Regions from separate parts of the Sus scrofa genome. Here region 1 is linked to region 2. Evidence: chromatin contacts called from public Hi-C data. All regions are on one chromosome and are shown on one strand. The core of a region is the stretch at or near the end of the contact, and the rest is flanking DNA. Distances in the headings are between cores, read along the strand shown.

Region 1 (3,126 bases), core at 483-2,982, 600 kb after region 2:
TGGGCGAGGAGCTCCCCGGCGTCCGCGTGTGTCACCGCCAGTCTCCGGGGACCAAGGCGGAGCTCACAACAGGTGGGGAGGGGGGCTCGCCGAGGGCCTAAAAGGAAAAGGAATCAAAGTTTCCGAGCGCGGCCGTGTCTAGGGAGGAGGGGGGCGGGAGGCGGGGGCGAAGTGGAGGCGGAAGCAGCGAATGACCGCGACCCGGCGGCAACTGGCAAACTCCTCGGCTCCCGGAGCCGCCACCGCGGTCCCCACCCGAAGCGCACGCACGCCCGGCTTGCCGGCTCAGCTGAGTCCTCTCTTCGGGGCAGGAATGTAGCGAGGGGAGCTTGGGAGAAAGGCGGCGCGCAGCCGAAGGACGGAGAGCCATGAGCCATCAGCCTCCAGGACAGGGCCGAAGGGACACAGCGACTCGCGCGCGTCTCAGGATAAATTGAGGCTTGAGAAATCCCCCCGTTCCCCAGGCTTGAGAGGGGAGTAGACCCAGAAAGTGCGTGCGGCGGAGTGCATCCAGGCTCGGCGACTCCCCTCAGCGCACCCTACTCCCAGCTCCCACCCGCGAAGTTGGCCACCGTGGTCTCCGACCCCTCGCGGGGAGGCTGGGTTGGCCCGGCCAAGCGCGCGTGGGGGTACGTGTCTAACTGGGGGTGCGCGGGTTTGTGTCTGAGTTTTCCCAGCTCCCAGCGGGCGTCGGAGGAGTGCCCCCGCCGCCAAGTTCGGGGCACCGCGTGCGTGGTACCACGGATGTCCCCAGCCGCGGGGCCTAGGGCGCAGATGTCCCTAGTCATTCTGCGGCGAAGCCCCGGGGGCACCAAGGGGGGCAAACACTAGCGAAGAGCGAAGGGAAAAAGTTTGCTCCAAGTCCAAACTTTGGGCTCCAAAGGCGCTCGGCGCGCCTCCCCTCCCGCAACTGACCCGACCCCGGGCCCAGCGCTCGCCATGCTCCTCGGAAGGCACCCCGACGCTAGACACCGAAAGTTGCGCCGGGCGGCCTGGGCTTATCGATTTCTCTCCCCGCGGCGACTGTGGAAAGCGCAGAACGAGGCGTGAAGGGGCCGAAGGGAAAGCGAGATCGCCTCCTCCCTGCCGCTGCCGCCGCCACCGTCCCCCCTCCCCCGCAACCCCTTTTGACTTATGGAAATGCACCCAAGAGTACGGGCGCCACCGGAGTCCTCTCCACGCCCGCGCCGGCGCGCAGCCCCCACCCACCCCTGAGCTCCGGCCCAACGCGGGGGAGAGAGAGGCTGCCTCTGGGGAGGGCTAGGGGAGATGCACGTGGAGCCTGGAGATGAAAAGTATTTTTTTCCTTTTTTCTTTTTCTTTTTTTTTCTTTTCTTTTTTCTTTTTCTTTCTTTTTTTCTTTTTTTTTTTTTTTTGTGCTGGTTTTTGTTGTTGTTTAAAGTAGTCGGAAACAAGGCGGGAGGCGGCTTGGGAAAAAGTGGAGCAGAAATGGAAAAATACAAACTCACCCGCTGCAAATGGTCTCTCGGTGCAAACTAAGGTGTTTTCGGGCCTTTCCCCGCGCGCGCCCACTCCCGCCCGCGCGCGCACCCCGCACACACACTCGCGCACACGCACACACACACACATACACACGCGCGCACACACGCACTCCCGGGCGAGGGCCGGGCCGCCGCGAGTACAGCATTCAGCCGCCACACAATAAATAACAATAGATTCCTCCGCTCCGGACTAGCTTCCCGGAGCCCAGCCAGCGGCGGCGGCGGCGGCAGAGGCGCGGGCAGCGTCGGGCCGGGGGCGCTCCCTAACCCACCCCGGGCCTCCGGCCCAGGCCCCCTCTCCGTCTCAGGCACCCCCAAACCGCCCCAGGGCGCTGCCTAACATTCCCCACTTCTCGGATCCACTGGGGCGCTAGCCCCCACCCACCTCCCCTGGCCTCCCGGAACAAATAAATAAATAAGGCGCGCGAGAGGCCAACACGTCGCGGAGGGAGATGTTGTTATTTTTTGCTGTTGTGCGTCCCTGACGTCACATCCACCTGCTGGGTAAACAACAAGGCTAGCAAAAAAAAAAAAAAAAAAAATCGCAGTTGCCAAAGCAAGGGGGGAGGGTGTGCGGGGGCTGGGGGCTAGGTGCAGGGGAGCCGGGAGGTGGGAGTGCGGGGTGTCCAGACTGGATGGGGAAAAGAAGGAGGCAGAGCCCCGCAGACCAGAGAGGGGAAGGCCACGCCAGAGCAGTCCTTGGCAAAAGAGGGATCTGGCAAGACAGACCTGGAAAATAAGGGGCATGGGGGAGGGGGGATTCCTCAGAAGATGGGGAAAGGGGGGCCCATTCAGGCATGAGAAAAAGCCGAGAGAGAGAGTGTTAACAACTAGGGCCGAAGATGGGAATGCTAAGGCTATTTGCTTGGTTTCTGAGCTAAAAATACAGAAGGAAGAAGAGAGGATAGGCAGGGATAAGAGGTTCCTCCAGTTAAAAGTGAAAGTGTTTTGCCATCAGTGACAGTTGAAGGAGGGGGAGGCGGAGTGGTGTTTCAACCCCCTTTCTCCTTCTCTCCCGTCCTCCCTCGGTCTCTCCTCTTTCTTTCTGCACTTTGTCCAATGAAAGAAGGCGAGTTCGGGAGGTGAAAGTTCAACAGAAGGACAAACCCCTGTTTGCAAGGAAACAGAAACCCGCCAGCGAGGGTCCACCTCCCCCCCACCACCAGGAGAGTGTAACGCGGGACGTTTTTCCCCCCTTCCTTGTCAGAGTCACTGCCGGAATGTGTAGTTAGATCCACTTTAGGCGAAAGTGGCTGCGAAGGGAGCTGTGCTCTCGGCCAAGGTTTCTCTTAGGAAAACGCCCAGGGGGCTAGCAAGTCAATCAGTTGTTTAACACAAATTACCTGCTCTCCCAGAGATCACTCAAATGGAAAAAGCTTTGTCCAATTTGAAAAAGCGAGATTTTTTTTTTCTTTTTGCCGCTTTAAAGTTTGGTGAAATTTAGAAATTTGAAGGAGTAAATGAGGAGCCTGAATGAAATGTTGTGAAATATGCATAAACATGTATAAAACAAAAGACGCAATTATTTTTTTCACTTTTATCAGCCCAGGGAAGACTTTTTGTTCCCCAAGTGTGACTTAAAAAAAAATATGGCTCTACGGCTTCTTTTTGCTGTTAACAAAAG
Region 2 (3,353 bases), core at 443-2,942:
GTCCCTGACGGTGGCCCTCAGGACGGGGGACTTCAGGAGAAAGTCCTGCTGCTTGCCAACCTGTCTATGATGGCCTCATGTTATCTCTTCACCTGACCAGACAGGCTGTACCAAGAAGCCTAAAGGACCAGCCAGCTTGTTAAGAGTTGAAAGACTCCCTTTTAGAGAGAGGGCATGGTGGGGGCGGGGGGTGGATGGACACTTTGTTTTCATAGTAGCTAAAACTATTTCCAAACAGTCCTAATTGCTACAGTTGGAGGAAAAGAGAATGCATAAAAGGGAAAAACCTAACACTGCTTTTCTCTTCAAGCAGCCCAGTTCCTGTGGTGTCTAACATGTCCATAAAGGATATACTACCTCCACTATAATGACTTGCCCACCAAATCTGAAGGAATGTGCTTTCTCAGAATTGGGACTTGCTCTTTGCTGGGCTAGGAATACCCTAAAACCAGGCATACATACCTCTGGTGTATTCAGGATTATAAAATACGATTTGCAGGGTTTTCCTGATGTTGTGACAGTGAAAAGTCTCTTTGAAAAATCCTTAACAACCGAATAAAGTATTAATACAGACATGCCTGTTGTTGTTGTTATTGTTTTATCTCCTGAGGGAGGCCCCCCTCCAAGCAAATATCTCAGGAGATTCTAGACACTGACCTCAAGCAATCCATTTGGGACTGACCTCGAGAAAATTACTGGTACTGAGTTTAGAACAAAAGAATATCGTTCTCATTGGGACAGTCTACAATCACCTGATTTTTTGCTTGTGCTTCTCTGAATAGGGAAAAAAAGAAGAATCCCTAAAAACGCCAAATACAACCCACTGGGCCGTTCTGAACATATGGCAAGAATGGCTTTGCCCACGGTACGTCCCCCATGGCTAGAATATTCAGCTGCTCTGGTAAACTTTTGCCTAGCCTTAATAAAATTAAAAGCTTATAAATATCAGAATCACAAATGAAAAGCTTATTTTAGCTGATGCTGTCCATTCCTTCCCTTCCTCCACACTGATCTCCATCACACACCTTTCTGGCCCACCTCCCTTCCTCGGAGACACACAGACATGCATACCTGCTCCTCCCCTGGGGCAAGAGTCATAAGGCTGACTGCTTTCCATTTCTTCCTATTCATCTTTTAGGTTTCATCTTAGATGTCCCTTGTTCTAGAAGTCTCCCTCAACCCCCCACCCATCTAGGGCAGTGGTCTACTCATCCATAGCACGGTTGATGCACGGAGAGCCTGGGAGTGTGTCTTTCTTGGTGTGTCCTGGGAGTCTCCACAAACACCTGGATGGCGGGGTGGGGGGGGTGTCTCTCCTGTTTCACTATCCTATGTTTTTCCATAGCACATTCAGTAAATATTCACTGATGCAACAGTATGATTTTAAATCCAGGAATGACCTTTACACAAACAACGTGCAGTAGTACAGTTTGAGTCCTTGGTGTAATTATGAAAGGAGAAGGTTTTCTGGTTTAAGAGATTTGCAAGCCAACAGGAAGAGATACAGTTGGAGGTGTCTGCAGAACAGGAGGACCACCTGGAACCCCATTCAGTTCACCTACACGCTTCCCAGTGGAAGTCAGCTCAGATCCACATCTAAAAACTTGGGAATCTCCCAAGATGACTATACCCTCTAACTATCCAAATGTGACCAGTGAGTTCCACAACAGGATCCAGCGAACGCGTCTAGGGGCTGATGTAATAAGAACAATCCAAGAAGGTTCTGGCAGTTTCTTTGATGCAGTGAACTGGGAACTGGTTGGATGACTGGCCGCAACAAATGACACTTACCACCCAAATGGCATTTAGTGAACAGCAACGTTTACAGCAAAGCATTCTATCACTTAGTGACTAAGGATTTTAAAATAAACACTGAGTTCCTTTTAAACAGAAATGGAAAAAGAGAAAAAAAAAAAAAAAAACTCACAAACTTCCTGGCAAGACTCTTGCATGAAAGTCCCCGTTGAGGGTTAGAACTGAATCTCAGGGACAGCTGCTTTCCAATCAACGAGTCTAGAAGAATACGCATTTGAACACACACCCTGCTTTCTCTTATTTCAGGTGGAATCAATTAATTACTGGCAAAAGGGAGTCTTTTGCACCTTAAAACTATCATCAGATAACTCTGTATCCCTAAATTTGAAAGAATTAAGGGTTTGCTCTATGTGTGTGCTCCCCTAATCAATCCCCCCCCCCTTTTAGGGCAAGGAGATAAAAAAAAAGTGTTCAAAAACACTACACGTCTACCTTTTATAATTAATTTCCCAAAGCCTCACCTATACATATTTTAATAATTCCTGATTTATAAGATGGTATCTATAATAAAATTTTCTATTTTCCAATAAATGAAAAGAAGGCAGGTTCTCTCTGGCAACAGAGTGTCACACAATATCTGCTTGTCAGGCACCAATTTTTACTTCTTACATGTAAGTTAAAGGATAAGGAATTTATAATGCTGCCTGTGAAGGGAACCACTTTTCATACACAAATGTGATCTTTTTTTTTTTTTTCCCAAAGGGTAATACAACAGTACATTTACATAAACTAATCCAAACAATCTATGTATTTGACAATGGCAAACCTCACACAGACGGCCTATTGTTGGTTTACATCTTGGAGTTCTTTATATTGGCTTGTAGCACTGCTCTAGCTGTCAAAGGTTTGACTTGGACTCCAAATAAATGGTTATAGAAGTGCTGTGCAGCGATATTGGACTTCTTTGCAAAAGAAAACCTGCTGTGTATGAATTCAAAAGCTATTAATTTTTCAGTCAAAAATATTCGTGCCTATTTCTTTTAATAAAGAAATACTGTGCTGAGCTACTAAGAGATAATGTTGACTAGTGGTAGAGAATTTTCAATAGAGCAGTTAAAAATAAATTTAGTAGGAGGTCCCCTTCAAAGTTATAATTTTCTAGCATGTAAAACATTTTTTTAAAATACTAATCAAGACAAACCTTCCTGCCCTGTGCATTTCCCCCGGGATTGCTTTTCCTTGTTTATTGGCTGTTAACACGGGTCCTCATGGAGATTCCCAAGGGTCCTTTTGTGGCCCGTGGAGGCTTATGTAGATGGCACTCCCTGCCAACACTTGGGCCCCATCACTCACCGAGTGCCCCATGGGGTTTTGCAATTCCTTCTCCGCTTTTATCCCTCCTTCTTCCAAGGAGACCCATGATCCAAAATGAATCCATTTCCAAAGTGCTGAGTCCACACGTTATTCGAATCCTCAAACTTAATATCTAATCTAATATCATGGTTTTTAATCCATGGATGAAGGAAGAGATAATCTTATTTGCTCCCTTGCTGTTGGGTTTAAAGACACAAAGCCTTCATCCTGGGAAAAACCATTTC

What was found. Hi-C and Micro-C count contacts between places; a contact is called where the count stands out from the background.
Region 1: a Hi-C map of embryonic fibroblasts shows a contact between it and region 2, with 2.9 times the contacts expected there. The contact joins the promoter of FOXP1 here to the enhancer-like site in region 2. A contact is called at or near these places in 2 of 5 promoter capture datasets (fetal skeletal muscle and liver), 4 of 47 Hi-C or Micro-C datasets (adipocytes, embryonic fibroblasts and fibroblasts) and 1 of 2 datasets of contacts at active chromatin or transcription factors (alveolar macrophages).

The regions. Positions count from the first base shown.
Region 1 is chr13:52,972,625-52,975,750 of Sscrofa11.1, forward strand. FOXP1 (forkhead box protein P1) reads right to left here and starts at 1,733. Exons shown (of 21, transcript XM_021070841.1): 1 at 1,470-1,733.
Region 2 is chr13:52,373,614-52,376,966 of Sscrofa11.1, forward strand. The region is part of intron 14 of FOXP1 (forkhead box protein P1); the gene reads right to left. Among named protein-coding and RNA genes, the nearest start is that of FOXP1, 600 kb to the right of the region's middle. Within about 2 kb of position 1,693, at least 16 of the 83 cell types and tissues checked have an H3K27ac peak or open chromatin away from gene starts, as enhancers often do. A contact at or near this core is called in embryonic fibroblasts, where this site is marked.